Linked DNA regions of Gossypium arboreum: region 1 is linked to region 2. The links are chromatin contacts, called in public Hi-C maps. All regions are on one chromosome and are shown on one strand. Each heading gives the region's core, a stretch centred on a gene start, on an enhancer-like site or on the middle of the called end of the contact. The rest is flanking DNA. Distances are from core to core; before and after follow the strand shown. Region 1 holds the start of LOC108487131. Region 2 holds the start of LOC108487562 (U-box domain-containing protein 16-like).

Region 1 (4,032 bases), core at 996-3,495, 160 kb before region 2:
CATCATAACCAAATGCATGGCGCAATCAGTGGACAAATCGCAAGTTAGTGCGCATATTCGAAATATTCAAAGAGAAAAAAGCAAATTTCAGACCATTACTTTCCGTTATGCTCCAAGATCGGCTAATCGCTGAGCCCACATCACTGCGACAACAAGCTTGAAGGAAATGAAGATGATTTACCTGCGTGGAGAGGTCCCCGGCTACGCCAATCGTCAATGGCTACTGGAGCGCCCACGAGAACTGGATTGAAACGATGAAAAGGGAAATGGAAAAGGGGCGTTGAGAGCGTCCCAAATAAAATCTTTCAGGCTTTCTCCAGTGAAAATGAAGAGGAAGAGACGTTGGGCAAATGACAAAGCTGGAGACAGACACTATAATGGATGGGGATTTTAATTTTATTTGTTTTAATTAGTTGTGGTTTTTGGGTTTCTTTTAGCTGTCGTTTAAGTTTCCTTTATGTTTGTTGATTTGATTAGTTTTCTATTGATGTTACCAGAACATTTATTAGTTTTGTTTCCAATAAAATATCTCCAACCCTTGTTTAGTCAAAAAAGTTATATATTATATATACATCCAAATATATCTCAATTAATCCTTACAAATATATTTATATGTAAATATAAGTTTTAAAATCATTAATTATGTTCAATAATATAATTTAATAATTGTTAATTTTAAATGTAATTGTAGAAAAAATGCTTAAGATAAAAGAAATTTTAAAATATTAAAATTTTGTACCAACCAATCTTGATAGATGCCTTTGGCAAAACAAAGAAAAAATTATTTTAGGGGAGATCAAAATTAAATTGTAATTTTTATGATAGTAAAAATACAATTGCACCATTTTAGTAGCATATATATTTATAATTTTTAAAGTATTAAATCAAATTTTTATTATTTTAGGGGACAAAGTACAATTTTACCATTACTAATTTAAAAAAAAATTTAAGAGTTTAAATGAAAAATTTTCTATTTTAAAAGAGTCAAGGACTCTACCAGTCCCCCTAGGTACGCCCTGTGCTCTGATATAAGTTAGTATTGATCAGAACATATCAAATACACCAAAATGGTCAAAACCCAACAATATTTTAACTAAAATGGAATACGAACTACTTGGTATCAATTTAAAACTGAAATAGAACACATTAATCGATACAATTGGTAACGATATGGTACCAACAACCACTGTAAAATATGTTTATGAACATGGTTTCAATGAACCAAATATTTTGATATATTGAAGTTGTAACTCTCGAATTTAATTGGGAACGTGTTGCAGATATTATATGTGAAGTTGTGTTTATTATGAATCTAAATTAGATAACATTTAATAATACATCAAATATTGTAAAAAATTTTATCATTTTAAGATTATCATATCAGGACATCATACAATCCAAGTTTGTTTTCGTCTCGATGAGTCAAGTCAAGTACTAAATATATAAATATTTTCTTAAAACAAGAAAAGAAATGTTCTCCACCTCTATTATATAAAAAGGTAGATTACTAAGTTGGTCATCCAATTTTTAAGGCGTTTTTATTTTGATTATACAAAAAAATATTCTTTCAAATTTATCTACATCATCAGAGATAGCTTTCATTTTAATCACCCAGACGTTAAATTTTTAACACCAATAAATTGTAAACATCACATCATGTTTATAGTTTCATTTTGGCCAGCCAACTTCTTGGTTGTTTTCATTTTGGTCATTAAAAAATCTTTTTTAAGTATGGATCTAGAAAAATAAAATTAAGGATTAAAATAAAAAACAATAGAAATTAAAATAATGCCTTAAAAATTTGAAATTATACTTGCTTACTCCTTTGCCTGAAAGTTGTAAATTTTATTCAATATTGAAGTTTCAATCGATTTATTAGTATAATATTGAAATTAATCTCTTTCTAAAATTTAAAATTTTAATTTATGTTATTGAATTATCTTTATTCAAATAGTCTATATTTAATAATTATATAAAAACTCAAATTTCTTTTGATAAATTGAAATTAAATCTTCTATGCTAAGTTAAATTAATTCGTTAAAATTATTATATTCAATTCAAATTGATTACGACATTTATGAATATCTTTTTATTTTAAAATGTTACACGTCAACTTTAAAAATATTTAATGCTATTAATAATTAAATTTAAATTTTAAAATTCAAAGGATAAAGAAATTTAAATAACTGAAAAAAAATATTAAGTTCTAATAATAGAAAGAAGATAGTAATTTGTAGCATATTTTAACCAAAATTTAGAAATAAATATGGTGATAATGGTGAGATGGTAGATGAGTTTAAAAGGGGCAGCGCCAACGACAATTCCACGCCTTTGCCCAATCCGACACTCACAGGGAATTAATAATAATATCTCCCTCTGGCGCTGGCTATGCTTTCCAAAGGTACAACTCTTCTCTTCCATCCTTTTTTGTTTCTATTTTCATTATATCTCATCTGTTTTTCCTCTCCATTGTTTAATTTTGTGCAAAATCTTTGATGGGATTTTCTTATAGTACTTCTTTGTTGAAACTTGAAAGCTTTGGTTTCTCTTTCATCCTACATGTTGTGGTTTAGTTTCAAGTATTGAAACACAAAGAATATGAATTGTTGTAAGTATTGGGTTTTGGAATAATCTGCTTTTGAATTGTTGCTGCTGCTATACTTTCGCTTATTCTGGAGCTACTACCGGTCTTTTGGTATCTGGGTTGTATGAAGCCCAGTCAAAAAGTTAACTGATAGGTGAAATTTGAGATATAGCTAGTAATTAAGGATAATATTATTGTTTGTATTGGGTTCTATCACTTTTCAGACTATGGTCGCACCTTTCAGGTGATATGTGTATTAGTTTAAAATTTTGTTTATTGTTGTCATAGGATCTTTTACCTTTGGATATGTTCATGTAAAAGACATTTACTTTTTCATCAAGTACTATTTGTTTGAATTATGTGATTCTCATGCTATTTAATGAATAACTCCAGGCATTATGGATGTGAGACTTGGGCTCTTATTCCTCTTTGTATTGAGTGCAAGCTGGGTTTGCGATGCTAGACAACTAGAAGCCGCTCCGGTAGTACTCTCTGGTGCATCAGGTAATTCTGTTAAGAGTTTTGGTAATCATTGTTGATGTTATCGTCTCTTTACGGTATCTACAAGATTCTCTTTTCCTTTTCCCAGTCCTAAGAGAGGCTTCTTAAGTTCGCTTGTTTAATTGTAATAATACCTGAAAGATGATGCAGAACGTTACTCCCTTAATGGTTTAATAATCCATATTCAGATGAAGTTGCAGCTTAATGATGGTTGAACTAAATTTATTGGTGAATATGTTCCAAGGTCCCTTAAGTTTACTTGCTTGTGAAAATGTGTGAATTAAATTAACTATTAATAATTACCAGCTAAATTTTGAACTATGTTGGAAATTTGAGGTAGGGCTTGCAATTGGAGGTCCTGGGATAAGTTTGGGATTTGGTTATAGACCGGCTTTTATAGGTTCTGAACATTTTTATTTTTGGCCTTTCAAGATCATCTTGGGCTGAGCTTAGATCACTTATTGCCAAAAATTCAGGTTGATATATCCCTTGCTTATTGCATCATGAGTTACTATCTATATTTAACAGACGCTTGAAATTTTGATACTTTTGCCAAGAAGTGTTTACTGATGTTAATGAGATCCCTAAATGATTGCTCATTGAAGATGTGCAGATACATGCCTTTCTCCAATAAGAAATAGATTTGCAAACTGTATAACTTTTTAACTTGAGATTGTACAATGGAAGTGAGAAAACAATCAAGTGTAATCAAACAGAATCCTGGTTCAGTTGTGCAGACAAACCAGGGGCAAGATGAGGAAGTAGTAGAAAACATTGTTTGGAAGGACAATGTGTGCACAGTGTGTGAGGAATTTGCTACTGAGGCAATTAATTTCCTTTCACAAAACAAGACCCAGACTGAGATAGTTGAGGTGCTTCACAAGAGTTGCTCTCGTATTCCTTCTTTTGAGCAGCAGGTACTTGTCTAGCTCAGTTAAATGGTGGTG
Region 2 (3,738 bases), core at 840-3,339:
TTTATCATCTATACAGCGGAGCTGAGTTCATATAAGAAAAAAAAGGGAAAATAAAAAGCAAAAAAGTGTGTTGGATCAAAGCTGGATGTGTAATGTAAAGTCTAAGAGGAAAGCAGAAATAATGCATACAATAGTTTTTTAAATTTGGAAAAAAGTGGATATATGATGAGGTTTGGAACAAGTCCACAACAAACTTTACCAACCGTTCCTCACAATATGCATCTGGCTTAGGTTTTGTATTGTATTAACAATAATTATTAAAACGAAAACGAGATTGAAATGCTAAAAACAATATTATTAAAAGAGGTACTATTTTTCCATCTTTTATCTCTATTTATTAACTCCATTAAAAATTTATATTATGAATGTATATTAAAAGTGTGATGTGGCCTACCTGCCGGCTGCTGGTACACTCAATTCAACACTTATCTTTCTTCCATATTCTTCACTCTCATTTCTATTAGTAATATAATTAAAACAAATTTATCACTCCATTGTAATGAGCTGAAAAATCAGAAAAGGGAGCCAGCCGGCAATGTTGTCAAAGGCAAGTTGATTATAATACTTATTCTCTGACCTGGTAAACGGCCTTCCCAATCTAATACATTTTTCTTTTCATACACTAAAACCATGCAACACGACAATTAAAATGTTCTGTTTCCAATATATATCTAATAATAAAATAATTTAATTTAATATCATCTTAAATATTAATAAAATAGTTTCATATTATTAAATTTTAAATATATATATATAAGTAATATTATAGTTGCATTTAATTTATATATGATATTTTCTCTTAACTTAATTTAATTTTAATTAAATTATATAAAAAATTAAAATTGAGAAAAAATCATAAGAAAACATTTTAAAAACTTGAAATAAGTAATTAAAAATAAAAGAAAATAGAGAAATATGAACCAAAAATTAAAAATAAAAAAACTAAAAAATTTTGTAGAAAATTGAAAAATTATAGTGACCACTAATTGTATTATCAAATTTTGTTATTTGATTAAAAATTTTAAAAATGAAATAGAAACAATTTAAAATGAAAAAAATCAACTGCCTAAAAACTATTATTTTTAAAAAATTGATTGCATAAAAATAAAAATAAAATTAATTTTTGAAAAGAAAATTAAAAATTGTAAAAAGAAGAAAATATGTTTTTATTACTTAAATAATTAATTAGTTTAAGTATTTTAATTAAAGTCTGATAAACTAAAAAATTAAATGCTGAAAAGTTTTCTTTCATATATTATTTAAAATTGATTAGTGATATAATTAGAGTGATTGGTAAATATAAATTTTAAATTATAAAAATTATATTATGAATTTTATCTTTAATTTTAAGCATTTATCCTTATTCTGAACAAAATTAAAATTTTGAACGTAAAGTTTTTGTAGAATAATATAACATTAAAATAAAATAAATTGAAATAATTGAAAATATTCTCCTTTAAGTTCTAAGTAACTCTTATTTATTTATTATTTTCTATACTTTTTATAGAAAAAATTATCATATTGCTTTAATTTTAGATTATCAAATATGTGCAAAAATTAATTAATTTTCAATAATTTATTAAATAAAACTTAAATTAGAAAAGATATTATATATAGATGTGCGTATGATAATATTTTTGATATATTTAAAATGAATGATGTGACAATATTTTAATGAGGTCTAAAATTATATTTTTTAAGATGATTTGAATATAAGTTATTCAATAGATAATTATTTAAATTAGGTAGTTTCACCAATAAGAATTTTATCGATAAATTTTAGTTAATGTGGCATGAAAAGGGAAGAGGGTTGTTTTGAAAGAAAAAAGTGTTTTTAAAAGGAGAATTATTTTTTATTTTTGTATTATATTAATTTTAATATATAGATTTAAATTCAGTGAAAATAAAAATGCATATATTAAGTATAAATTAGTTAAATTTATATATCATCACAAATTTCAAACTTTTTTTTTACAAAAATTAAAGTAATTGTAATTTTAAAGCTAACTTTTTGTGGTTTGGAATTAAACTTAATTAAATTAATCATAGAGTTTATAATAAGTATAAAAATAGATTATTATCATTTAAAAAATGAAAAGGGGGCGTGAAATGCAACGGGCCAACTTGTTCTATCTGTAATCAACTACTGCTATATCTTCTTCTTCAATTCAAAGCCAAAAAAAAGGCTACCAAATTTCACATTCCATTAGCTTAGATATCTGTGTTGCAGAAATTCTTTTGTAAGAGTTATTAATTTGTGTTTCATGGCCGTTTCTCCTCGGGTTTTCCCGCCAAGAAAGCGTTGGCCGTCTACGGGCTCCTCCATATCTCCGAAATTTGCAGACTTGAACCTGGTAAAGTCTCTTCTTTCTTTGTCTCAAGAAATCTCCGCCCTCAAACCTCTTCAATGTCTCCTGATACAAAAGTCCCTTTCCACCATAAACAAGTCGAAGCTTCTCGCTATCGTATTCGAGGAGCTTCTTCGCAACCCAGTTTCCACCTCCTTCTCTCCTTCGATCCTCCTCTGCTTCGAAGAAATGTACATAGTTTTCCAGAGAATAAAGACTTTAATGGAAGACTGTTGCAACGGAAGCAAGATGTGGTTGCTCATGCGAATCCAACCATTGGCCAACAGTTTCCACGAGCTCACCCTCGAATTGTCCACTCTCCTCGATATCTTCCCTGTCAATGAATTGGATTTGAGTCAAGACGTGGAGGAGCTTTTCGTTTTGGTAAGAAAACACTGCTCCCAATCTAAACCATCGGTAGATCCCAGAGACGATTCTCTCAGGCGAGATGTTCTAGCTTTGCTCCATCAGATTAAGAAAGAGATCGTCCCTCATCACTTAAAGCTTAAACAGATTCTGGATAATTTAGGGTTACGCGACCAATCAAGTTGTAGAGAAGAAATCGAGTGTCTCCAAGATGAAATCCAGAACCAAATCGATGAAAAGTCCAAATTAGATATTGCTTCTTTGATCGGTCTCCTTCGTTATGCTAAATGTGTTCTATTTGGATCTTCAACGACGCAACTGGAACCAGACCATCGCCGGCGGAATTCATTGTCGGATATTGCTGTTCCGGCGGACTTTCGGTGCCCGATAAGCTTAGAGTTAATGCGGGACCCAGTTGTCGTTGCCTCTGGACAGACGTACGATCGGGAATCGATTAATCAGTGGATTGAATCTGGACACAACACGTGTCCAAAGACTGGTCAGACCCTGGCCCACACCAATCTAATCCCTAACCGCGCTTTGAGGAATCTTCTAGCCATGTGGTGCCGCCAACAGAGAGTCCCATTTGAAACCGTGGGAAGTAACGAGAAAGTTAGCGGCGTCAAAGCCACCAAAGCCGCCTTTGAAGCTACGAAAATGACGGTGTACTTTTTGGTCAACAAACTTTCGGTTTCTCCATCCATGGAGGCAGCTAACGCCGTCACTTATGAGCTTCGAGCCCTGGCTAAAACTGACTCCGACAGCCGAGCCTGCATCGCTGAAGCTGGCGCAATTCCGGTCCTTGTCAGATATTTAGGTTCGGGCGTAGGCTCCGAACACCCAAACCTTCAAGTCAATGTCGTTACAACGATTCTTAATCTTTCCATCCTAGAAGCAAACAAAACGAGGATAATGGAAACCGACGGAGCTTTAAACGGTGTTATTGATGTATTACGTTTTGGTGCCACATGGGAAGCCAAAGGAAATGCGGCGGCTACAATATTCAGCTTATCAGGTGTTCACG

The links. A called contact is a pair of places that touch in the nucleus more often than the background predicts.
Region 1: a Hi-C map of leaf shows a contact between it and region 2, with 4 times the contacts expected there. The contact joins the promoter of LOC108487131 here to the promoter of LOC108487562 in region 2. A contact is called at or near these places in 2 of 5 Hi-C or Micro-C datasets (both in leaf).

The regions. Positions count from the first base shown.
Region 1 is chr10:31,212,619-31,216,650 of ASM2569848v2, reverse strand. It overlaps LOC108487131, which reads left to right and starts at 2,245. Exons shown (of 6, transcript XM_017791380.2): 1 at 2,245-2,401; 2 at 2,978-3,088; 3 at 3,815-4,002. The coding sequence starts at 2,389.
Region 2 is chr10:31,047,972-31,051,709 of ASM2569848v2, reverse strand. It overlaps LOC108487562 (U-box domain-containing protein 16-like), which reads left to right and starts at 2,089. Exons shown (of 1, transcript XM_017791936.2): 1 at 2,089-3,738. The coding sequence starts at 2,265.